4 separate regions of the Mus musculus genome follow, and all the other regions are linked to region 2. A link is a contact called in public Hi-C and Micro-C data. All regions are on one chromosome and are shown on one strand. The core of a region is the stretch at or near the end of the contact, and the rest is flanking DNA. Distances in the headings are between cores, read along the strand shown.

Region 1 (2,700 bases), core at 98-2,597, 170 kb before region 2:
CTAGCACTTTTATAATAAGAATTCAATACATGGCTCTGATTTGGGAAACATTTCCATAAACTAGAGAACATGTGGCAGACATTTTATGGATTATTTTTTAAATGTTTTAAAAAAATACCCTGATCTTATTCAGGGAATAAGGGGCCTTTTCGTTTGCCAAAAAGTGTAATAGGAAAACAGAAAGGCCACCTGTGTCAGCCCACCCTATAGCATGAACATGAGCTATAAGGGCATTTTAGAAACTATTTTCAAACTGAGATGAGAAACAAAAAACATCAGTATCAATACAGATTCTAAACAGATGCACAAGGCCCCTGTGCATGTCAGTGATTATGTGTGTGGCCTCCCCAAGCAAGTTAATTCCACACGCCTCCCAAACTCCCTACACTTTCTCTTTAACAAGCTACTTGTGATTAAACTACAGCCTCCTACATAGCAACTTGAACAATGGATAAAAACACAGGGACATGGAGCAAGGTGACTTTTTCCACACCCATAATTGGATTTTTTTGTTTTTTAAAATTTTAAATGACTATTGCATCCTACAGAACATTCAACACTTAACACTTGGTATTTGTAGATTAAATGCTTTCCTGGGACAGCCTATAGAATAGACTGTCTTTCTCAGAGCTGAGGGACTTGGGGGAAGCTGTAGTGGTGACACTCTTTGTAGCCTGCAGACAATAGTAAACTCTTAGCACTCCCAGAGTTGCATCAGATTTTCCTTGGATGGAGACTGAAATGAAAGTTCGATTACTAAGAGGTAGATAAGTAAAATAAACAACTAATTTCATACAGGGAGGGCGGGAGGGCGTCATGCGGACCTCATTCTGTTGTCTCTGAACACTTTATCTGAGGGGGAAAAGGAGCTGAGTAAACTTTAAACTCTCATGTAGGGATGTATTGCTTGTGTGTCCCTGGCAGATGTGGAAAGGAGATGAAATGGGCAAGGGAGAATCAAATATCCCTTCGCTGCAGGTTTGCTGAGGGAAAGAGCGCTGCAAAGACCTCACATCTGGCAATCATTTGTCAATAGCTGGAAAGAGAACGGCAGGAAACTTTCTGGCTCTTGGAGAAGATGAAAAGACAAAAACCATCTCTCTCTCTCTCTCTCTCTCTCTCACACACACACACATACACACACACACACACACACACACACACACACATACACACCACATGCACATACACACACATACACACATCATACAAGGACTACCACACTCATGTTCTGCCATGGCCACCCCCACCACCAAATTTAATGATCTTCAGATATACTGTACTCCATGGTAAAAAACACGCAGTCACTTGACTTGTTAAAGCTGCAGTGTGTGTACATTTTTCAAATAAACCCCAGGGCTGATGTTAGAAAATCAAAATCAGTCAAGCAGAGACCGCCTGGTACTTTGGGCAGGAATCCTTGTGGTTTAGTCAATAAACAGAATCTGAATGAAAGACACCACAGTAACTAGACAGTAACGTTTTGAACAGCTCTTAACCTGAAAGGGGGGGTGGTGTGCTAGTGACCGAGGACATAAGGGTACCAGTCCACTTAGAGCTGAGGACCTGCAATGTGACTCTTAGCACACACTCATCTGTTATTCCTAATAAAAAAAGGAGAGAAAATAGCATTATATGGGGTTATTATATGTAAGTGAACCTAAAAGAGCTTTTCAAAAAATTAGTTATATCTATCTATAATTAGGTAGTAAAGGGAAACTTCTCTCCATTTTGTTCATACTGATATACTACAGATAATGTGCAGGCTTCACTGTGTGTCCTAAAAAATGATCAGCTTTGTCCCAGTAGGTTCATCATACAATAAACAAAAGTTTTCAAGATATCTCCATGCCACATTAATTAAGTTCTCCAAAGTCACAGGCATATAAATCTGCTTGTGGTGATAGATAGACTTCAAGGGGTGGCTTCTGGTTCACCCTCGTGCTGCATTTAACTGGCAGTGGCTGCTGCTGTGGACCCCGTCCCTCTGACTCCGTAAGTAAAGGCTGCAGGTTGTTTAATAACCTGGCAAATTCACAGTAGCTTGTCAAATTATTACAGGAACAGTGTCATCACTAAACAAGCCTGATCACGGTTAATTACAATGCAGACCAGAGAGCAGCCTCAACTGTTCATTAATTACAGGAAGCACCTCATTTAAATTTTATGGAAATTTACACTTGCACCCTGGTATGTCTGGAAAAAAGAGAGAGAGAGATCCTTCACGCATTCACTGAAGAAAGGAGTCTGTGGTTTATGAAACATTACAGTAAATTGTGTCTAATCTGGTTCTGAAATATTGGTTCATTATTTACTCTAATTTTCTAAGCACTTCAGTAGTGAAAAACACCAAGTCAAACCTCACATAGTGAACTCTCAACCAAGAGAAGAGCTGCGAAGTTAACTGTACCAACTCAATCCATGAGGAGATGCAGCTAGGCTAAGAAAGGCCAACAGTCTGTTAGAAATATACAAAACATTTATCAGCAGTTAAGGGGGGGCTGTCCTAGAAGGACCATGTCCTAGAAGGCAGTCGTGCCGGTGCACAATTCTGTGCTGCTATTCATCAATAAAATTCCCAAGCTAAGCAGAAAATTCCAGCTTCGCATCTACTTCAGAAGCCACTCAGAAAAATAAGGCAAGACATAAGGTGAGCTAAATCTGACTTTCTAGCCACTTTTCTATCAAAAGTCAATCCAG
Region 2 (2,700 bases), core at 135-2,634:
CATGTACATAGGGCCCACTTTGTATCAGAGCCCCCAAGTGGGGCTAACAACAGCGACACTGGGTGGTAGGGAACTCCAAGAAAAAAAGAGTGGTCAAGCCCCATTTCTAACAAATGACTTCCCGAAAGCAGACAGTGAGGCTCATCACTGGGTGAACTAATTGCCTGCTTCCTCGCTGCAGAGAAGCCGTCCCTTCCAGGGACTGGGCTGGAGTCCCCCTGCGCTGTGCCATCCCTTTTCCACCACCACTTGGCACTTACAAGTTTTGTTTTGTTTTAATCTTCGCCTCATCCCACGGGAGATTCCGTCTAGTTTTGTCCTGAGCTCCACCACTACTGTATATATATATATATGTTTTTAAATTCTGCCCCCCTTTCAGGTCTCAAATCCCACCGTCCAGTCGGCGTGTAAGCGCAGTGGGCCGGCTGCTTCAGAACCGCACTTCGGGAAAGCACACACGTGTCTGTCTAGCGGGATTTGACTGGCCGCGTCCGCGTCCTCCGCAGCCGCGCGGGCATCGCTGCGGTCCCCACGCGGGCCGCGGGCCGCGCCCCGGCACCCATGCCCAGCCGCCGCTCAGGGCTCTCAACAGGCCGGCAAGTTGGGAAAGTTGCCGCGGGTCCCGGCAGCCCCGTGCATCCCGGGTCCCCGTGTCCCGCGCCCTCCCCGAGGGCTCCCCGGTCCCCAGAGTCCCCGACTGGCCGCCGCTCACCTAAGGCGCGGGGAGCCCTCGCTCCCGTCCGCCTGCCCGCCCGCTCGCCCTCCCGCAGCCGCCTCGAGAACTTGGGGCCAAGTTGGGGGAGTGGGGGGTGGATTTCGGGAGCGCCGCCGGCTGCCCGCCTCCTCACGCCGCGGCGCTAGAGGAGAACGCGGCCCGCCGCGGCCCCGGGGCGTCCCGCCCGGGTCTGTCCCTACCAAGTGCAGACGCAAGCGGAGAGGAGGTGGAAACTTCTTACCATCTCGGCATGCTGGTTGTCAAGTGCAGCCCCCGCCTCTTGGTCTCCTCTTAGCGGCCGCGCCTGGACCAGCCCCTCGGCCGCCTCAGCTCGCCGCTCGGCCTGCTCCCTCCCCCGCCCGGCCGCTCCGGGCCGCGCTCGCCGCCCGCGCCACTCCCCACCCGCCCGCGCGCGCCCTCGCCGCGGCCCCTCGGCGCTCAGGTGACTGATTTACACCCGCGCCCAGGGTCGCGCTCGCTCCCTCGAGCCGGCGCTCCGAGTTGTCCCGCTCCTCCCCGGGCAGAGGGAGAAAAGAAAAAAAGGGAACGGACTGTCCGGGAGGGGGGCTGCTGGCGAGGCGGGGTGCGCGCGGCGGCGCGGGGGGGACCGGTGGCCGCGCCGGCACAAGTTTCTGCTCCCGGCGCAACTGTCCGGACTAGGGTGTTCGCCGCCTGTTTTGTTGTTGTCCTCAAGCTTTTCTAGGGGCTTCGGGGAGGATGTCTAGCCCTCCCCCACCCCCACCTCGCTAGACACACACCCCCTCTTCCGTGGATGGAAAAACAACTTTGGCGCCCCCCGGGGGGTGCGGGCGTGGAAGTGGAGGTGGCGGCCAGCGCCCAGCTGTCAACAAGGGGGAAAAATGCGAGGAGCCGGGAGGGGAGAGGGAAGGCTGCGAGCCGCCGCCGAGCACCGGGCGCGAACTTTATTCCGACTGCGGCGCAGCGCCTCCGCTCCGGGCTTCTCCCACTCTCGGTCTGCTCGGCCCGGCTCTGGTCTGCCTTGGGCGGCGCCGGAGTGAAGGCAGGGGAAGCCCGGGGACCGTGACGCGCCCGGGGACCCGGGGCAGAAAGTTGCGCACAGCTAGGGGCGAAAAGTTTCTGGGAGCGGCGGCTTTGGTGCCGGCCCAGACGGCGGCTTGCGGCCAGGGCTTCCTTCCCCTTCTAGGTCTGGGCCTGGAGCTGCAGCTGGCGGGGGAGAGGAAGGAGACTGCCACCCTAGCGGGCGCCCGCGACGGACACCAGTCACACGTGTGGGGTGACACTCAGACGACCCGAGTTGCCCTGCTTTAAGACACGGGTTGCCGGCGGCAGGCTCGGCACGCAGCCGCCAGCGGTTGAAGGACACTTCTTAAATGGAAGCAAAACACAGTCGGGCTGCAAGATTCGGGGGGGAGGGGGGAGACTTAATCATCCTCATCTTTCTAATGTACACCGTGTGCCAAAACCGTCTCCGCCTCGTGCAGATTTATCATCGCTAGAGCAAACTTTTTGCTTATCTGTCTCGGGAGGAAAGCACAGGTTTCTAGCACACTCTTGAGCTCTAAGAAATCAGAGAATCCTGCGGAAGATTTGGTTGGCTGAAAACAGGTTTGATTACTGTTTCTTCCTGAAAAGAGTAACTCGTCCCTCCTTCCATTCTCTCTTTCCCCAAGCAGAGGGAGAAGCCTCATAATTTCATTCAGAGGTCAGAATTAAATTCCTCCGAAAATATGTAGACTTGGAATTTAGGACACACTCACACACATACACACACCGTCATAAGTTTAATGTATATTCACAATGGTTAAGCTTAATTTTTTTTTCAGGATCCATGGCTGACTAGATCCCAAGTAGCAACAGCTGGCCTGAGAATGTGAGTTAGCTTATCCACGTGGATCCAGCCTTTTTTTTTTTTTCTTTTTTTTTTAAACATTAGGGCCACCAGCACCTGCAGTTCCTTGTACTAGTTGGGTTCAAATTCCTGACTCCTCCTAGGCCCATGCAAA
Region 3 (2,700 bases), core at 104-2,603, 180 kb after region 2:
TAGAAAAGCAGCCAGTGCTCTTAACTGCTGAGCCATCTCTCCAGCCCTATATATGGACTTTCTTAAGCAAACAATCTTTTGTTATAGAAGGACATGTTACTGTGCAAGAATGGTAAACATGGATATAGGAAAAGAAAAACAGTTTCAACTGTAACCAAAATGTTCCAATCTGTCAGTCAAAATATACAGCTGGCACCTTCTTGTGAGAGTTGCTCATCCCACTGTGAAATCCAAGGATACACAGATAGACAAGTTTGATAAAGCATTTTCTTATTAACCATGTGCTTCCTGAATTCTGATTTAATACTATATTTCCTTCCTTCCTTCCTTCCTTCCTTCCTTCCTTCCTTCCTTCCTGCCTGCCTGCCTGCCTGCCTGCCTGCCTGCCTGCCTTCCCTCTCACTCAGTAGGATCTCATATAGCCCAGACTGGCCTCAGACTTGCTCTGACCTTCTAATCCTCTGCCTCAATCTCCCAAGTGTCTGGATTACAGGAGTGGGCCATGTCCCTGATTTTATGCAGTGCTGGAAATGGAAGTCGGGGTGTTGTGCATGCTAGATAAGCACTCTCCCAACTGAGCAGACCCCCCCCCACTCATTCCGTTAATACAATATTTTCTATTATCACAGAAAAATATTCTAATGTGAAGATGTAACAAGCTTAGTTAGAGATAAACAATCGTGAAAATGTCAAAACTTTTAGATAAATATTAATGAAAACATCTCATTTAAAGAAGAAACAATTAAAAAGACTAGAAACATAGATTATTTAGTGACTACATCAACAGGAGTTAGGGGCAGCATAGAGTTCTAGCTGGAATCATGTGCAGCTTACCCTGCACTGATGGCAGGGTCGAGGGAGGGGCGCCTCGTTTCCCCACTCACTCCCCACTACCCTTCTGCTGTGATACTGTTAACTCCAGGGCTAGGTTTCTAATCTGTCCTTAATGTTTACCTGTTAATGGGGAAAACTGTTTTTCTTATAATATCATCAAATTAAAATAATGTTTTATTTACTTCTGCCTTCTTTCTCTTCTGTATTGGAAAAGGCAGTACCAAAGCTCATTGTGAAAAAGAAGAAAGAGAGAGAGAGAGAGAGAGAGAGAGAGAGAGAGAGAGAGATTACTGACATCTGTTTTCTTTTTCAGTTCAACACTGTTGACATGGATTGAATTTCAAAAAATTTTCAAGAAGACCTTGAGCTCGTGGAAAGAGACTCACACTGGATGTATTTGCTAGTTTGGTTTGCATGGTTTATTTAGTAGTATGAACGGCAGCGCTGTGTGTGTGTGTGTTTAGAAACACTGAGCACAGTGAACAATTAAAATGTGAAGAAACTGTGGCTGCCTCTTACAACTAAGGACAAGCCTCTTTCATAAGGTCTAAAGAGTGGAACCTTGTGGGATTAAACTCATTTTGTACCCAAGCATTTGAAGCATGAAGCGCCTTACTTTGCCCCCTCAGAGTCAGAGGACAGGATTTAAAAGGGGTTTTGGTGGTTGTGGGATGATGGATGAGGGTCCCCTCTGGTTGCCAGAGGATCTGTGACCAGCACAAAAACTGCTTGGTCTGGGTTAATTAATTGCAGGAACAGTTTATTCTGATGCAGGGCAAGCACCTTGACTAAAATCTCAGCATCTGTGTTGATTAAAGATCTGAGGCTGGAGAAAGCACATAGTTGGGGGTCTTACATATTTGGGGAGCCATCTGGGCTTCTTTTAATGAGAGAGGGCTTCTGCATTCCAGGTCTCAAAGCTGCATTATGCTAGTCAGCATTAATGGGTGCCTTTTGCCCAGCTCCACAGCACTTCAATTAAGATACTATGATGTCTCTGGTTATCTGTGTCAGCATCTATTCGGGGTCTCACCATTGCTTCTCATTTCCTATGAACCTAGTGGTAAGAGAACAGAGTACAAATCTTCCTAGCTTTGTTTACGTCCAAGTCTGGTGTGGAGACTGAACAGATTTGTCAGTTTTGAATGTCACCGTCAGTGAGGAATCCACTAGGCTCTGTGGCACCTTCAAGATGTGTTATAGAAAGTGTGTTTTCTGAAAATATCTTCAGAATGCTATGTCTACAATCAACTCTCGTTGGCTTTCATCTTATGTTTTGTTCTTTGTTTCTGTAACTATAGAAATGGTTTCACAAGTTCAATAAAAAGGAAATAATAAAAATAGAAAATAATGTCACATCAAAAAAAATTCCCTCAGGAAGTTCATATTTGGTAGCTTTATGGCTTGATTGCTTATAAAATGATGAAGCTAATTTGAGGGTTTTATTGGAATCCTAAATTACACACCACAAAGATTTTTAAGCCTGTCGCCAGCTTTGATACCATTCAGGGCAACAACTTCGGTCCAGGCAGTGTTTCCTCAAGTGCTTTGCTCTTTGTAGTCATGGAGATTTAAGTCAGCCACTGGTAATAGTCTCTTGATCGTGCCGGAAGCTAGGGTTGCTTCTTTATTTCATTACTTTTGAAAAACATTTTATTATGAAGTATATCACAAATACATGGTTACATAAGGCACAAATGGATTTGTGAGATAATAATACAATAAACACCTATTTCCCCCCTCACCCTACGAGTTAGTATAGCACAAATTTGTCTTCGGTGCTATGACAAATTGCACTTGCTTCTAACCCTCCTCAGAGGTGAGTGCAGTTGACGTTTAAGTGGCACTTTCTCTTCCTTAAACATG
Region 4 (2,700 bases), core at 148-2,647, 220 kb before region 2:
CTCCCTAATCAGGCTTCCAGAGGTCAATGGTCCCCCCTAGAAATGAGTACAAAGTGCTGAAGTATTCCCTGCCATGAGTCATCTTAATAGATACTCTAGTGGCGGCCTGTGGCCCAGCAGTGAGTCCGGAAAGCAGAGCTTTTAATAAAGCAGCACTTGCACACGCTCACAGCCCCATTAATTTAATACCTGCCGCTTGTTTACCAAACAGCACAGGCATGTCTCCGTGTCGATAACTTCCCAGTGACAGTGAGGCGACTGAATGTGGGCAGGGAACAGATGCACCTTTTTACGCTCTGTTAAACCATGTCACAGACTACAGCCCCTGAGCGCATTCCTTTATTTATGCTGTAGCCAGTTGAGCTAATTGTCAGAGACAGACCTGGTTCTAATTCTGCAGAGTGCCGCAACTGCAGGAGCATATGTGCTGAGGCATGAACGGTGCAGAGCTCTAAAAGGAAACGGTTAGAAAACGGAGTCAGAGGGTGGACGCATAATCTGCCAATAGACTACCCACAAAGACTTCAAAAATGTCACCTTTGCAATAGTAGATTAGGAGAGAGGGGGCAAAGGTACAGCGTTGGGAGGATTCAAAGGAACGTGAATTTGAAAGCAAATGCCTATGCACAGACAATACACCATCTGCAGAATCCACTCTACTGTGGCTGTAGTTCACCCTATGCAGGTGTGAAACACTCAGTCTCAAAGACTACCCCATAGAGGGCTAAGGGGCGACACAGTGCAGCCCAGCGGCTCTGCACAACCCCAGTAACAAACACTGCAAACACCCTAGTCCAACTCTATTAGTGACAAAAATATTTGAAAGACTCATTCATCCACCCATAAACTCTAGTGAGCTTGGACAAAGGAACTCCCGTTTATTGTTCTCCACATATCCTGTGGTATTAGCAGTGTTTCTTATTAACTGCAATACCACACTCATATTTTATCAGTAGCGAGAGTTCACTCCAGTTAAAAGTTCTTCACCCGTCATGGACATTTTTCAGCAAATTAATATCTTTTACTTGCATGACTTCTCTTCATATTACAGTTTGGGGTTTAAATGGATCATGATACTTTGCAGAAAGGGGAAAAAAAAAGACAAAAAGAGCTTAGTGTTGATAATTTTTACTACTTATGACTAAATGACCTCAACTGAAGAATAAAAAATTAAGTCATTTGTCTTATGAGGTACAGAGGACATTTTATGGTGAACAATTTAACTAATAATGGGTTGGGGCCAGTCCTTAACAAGTCACATGCTTCCATTGTCCCTTCACCCTCTGCTTATGTTTTTACCACATCCTAACAAAAACATGACCAGAACTGGTGAAAACCATACGGTTCCAACTAATGAATCACATAGTTTCCCGCAAGTACAGTAAGTACTACCAGCTGTGTGACAGTCTGACTTTGGCACTGGAACCAGTGCCGAAAAGGCAGGCCCATTTGAACGCAGCTGTATTGAAAAACCACAAGCAATGTAAGTGTGTCTGCCTGCTCGGGGCGGCTCTGTCTCTGCTCTGTCCTTAGAAAATGCCAGGCATCTTGTTTAGAAAAAGTCTCAGGAATTACAGAGATAAGGAGAAAACCCCACAAAATGTAAAAACATACTGTTTTCAGAAAATGTCACTTTGTAAAGCAGAATGCCATAAGAAAGCAATAAAAGGAGCGGATGTGGACACATACAGAGACACATGTGGGACGGGTCACATGCCTTGACTGAAGGTGGCCTATATACATGTATCTGAGTAAGAGAGGGGACAGAGTGGGCAAGGAATGACAGTAAACACGGATGCTCACCGACAGACACACTCTCTCTCTCTCTCTCTCCCCCCCCCTCTCTCTCTCTCTCTCTCTCTCTCACACACACACACACACACACACACACACACACACACACACCTGAAACCACACAGAGAAAACAACACCCAGACTTTTCAACTGATGTCTCACTAGTGACCGCATGAATTCCTACTATTTAAATTTGCCCTTCACACAAGAGTAAGTTTCACTTGTAAATCAAGAGCATTCTGGAAAAAAAAAAAAATAAAGCAACCTCCCTGGCAAGCTGAAGGTATTTTTACATGCACGCACTTTTTCTTGCTGCACACCATCATTCCCATGAATAAATATCACTGAAAGGGAGAGATATGCTCCACTTTCCTAATCTAGACGTGTTAATGTGGAAAAAGCAGAAATCGTTTTTAAGTGTCTGTTGTGACAAGGCAGTAGCTGTTACATTTCACTATTACTTAGTGATTGGTAGTAGGGTTAAGTATCAAGCTGAGAAAAACAAATACCTAGGGATATTGTTTTCCACTAAGTCTCAACTAAAAACGAATAATAACAACGGTCAAACACTTTATTTGTTGGCTAGCGTTTTAAATACAAGGAAGCCAGTGTAGGACTAACGGAAAGGTCTGCCTTTGATGTTTGCTTTTATCGCCTAATTAGCCAAACACGTTATTTTTAGCTTGTGTCAAAAAGACGCTTGGTTCAGCAGTAATCTAATCCAAAAGTCATAACAACACTACATCTTCTTTTTTTGTTTATACCACAGTTCTATGGATATTTTTTGTTTGTTTTTATGCAGCTAAGAATTGCCACATGAAGTGCAACTTTGACCCTTGGGATTTAAATTCATTCTTAGTGAATTCAGGTGCACTTGGTGAGGGCCAGGTCCAAAGCAACCGTTCA

What was found. A called contact is a pair of places that touch in the nucleus more often than the background predicts.
Region 1: a Micro-C map of palatal mesenchyme shows a contact between it and region 2, with 2.6 times the contacts expected there. The contact joins the enhancer-like site here to the promoter of Bnc2 in region 2. A contact is called at or near these places in 3 of 39 promoter capture datasets (the 3T3-L1 cell line, frontonasal cranial neural crest and maxillary cranial neural crest), 2 of 484 Hi-C or Micro-C datasets (nephron progenitors and palatal mesenchyme), 4 of 115 datasets of contacts at active chromatin or transcription factors (the NIH/3T3 cell line, craniofacial prominence, embryonic stem cells and 1 more) and 4 of 9 other capture datasets (adipose tissue, embryonic stem cells, liver and 1 more).
Region 3: a Hi-C map of the C2C12 cell line shows a contact between it and region 2, with 3 times the contacts expected there. The contact joins the enhancer-like site here to the promoter of Bnc2 in region 2. A contact is called at or near these places in 3 of 39 promoter capture datasets (the 3T3-L1 cell line and maxillary cranial neural crest) and 13 of 484 Hi-C or Micro-C datasets (3T3-L1-derived adipocytes, the C2C12 cell line, adipose-derived mesenchymal stem cells and 9 more).
Region 4: a Hi-C map of the C2C12 cell line shows a contact between it and region 2, with 3 times the contacts expected there. The contact joins the enhancer-like site here to the promoter of Bnc2 in region 2. A contact is called at or near these places in 5 of 39 promoter capture datasets (the 3T3-L1 cell line, 3T3-L1-derived adipocytes, maxillary cranial neural crest and 1 more), 11 of 484 Hi-C or Micro-C datasets (the C2C12 cell line, adipose-derived mesenchymal stem cells, cranial neural crest and 4 more) and 4 of 115 datasets of contacts at active chromatin or transcription factors (embryonic limb bud, fibro-adipogenic progenitors, kidney and 1 more).

Annotation. Positions count from the first base shown.
Region 1 is chr4:84,501,799-84,504,498 of GRCm38.p6, forward strand. All of the region lies in intron 3 of Bnc2 (basonuclin 2), which reads right to left. Among named protein-coding and RNA genes, the nearest start is that of Bnc2, 170 kb to the right of the region's middle. Within about 2 kb of position 1,348, at least 17 of the 459 cell types and tissues checked have an H3K27ac peak or open chromatin away from gene starts, as enhancers often do. A contact at or near this core is called in craniofacial prominence and palatal mesenchyme, where this site is marked.
Region 2 is chr4:84,674,019-84,676,718 of GRCm38.p6, forward strand. It overlaps Bnc2 (basonuclin 2), which reads right to left and starts at 1,385. Exons shown (of 7, transcript NM_001369083.1): 1 at 957-1,385. The coding sequence starts at 959.
Region 3 is chr4:84,858,953-84,861,652 of GRCm38.p6, forward strand. No RefSeq gene overlaps it. Among named protein-coding and RNA genes, the nearest start is that of Cntln, 24 kb to the right of the region's middle. Within about 2 kb of position 1,354, at least 2 of the 459 cell types and tissues checked have an H3K27ac peak or open chromatin away from gene starts, as enhancers often do.
Region 4 is chr4:84,456,359-84,459,058 of GRCm38.p6, forward strand. The region is part of intron 3 of Bnc2 (basonuclin 2); the gene reads right to left. Among named protein-coding and RNA genes, the nearest start is that of Bnc2, 220 kb to the right of the region's middle. Within about 2 kb of position 1,398, at least 49 of the 459 cell types and tissues checked have an H3K27ac peak or open chromatin away from gene starts, as enhancers often do. A contact at or near this core is called in the C2C12 cell line, embryonic fibroblasts, embryonic limb bud and 4 more, where this site is marked.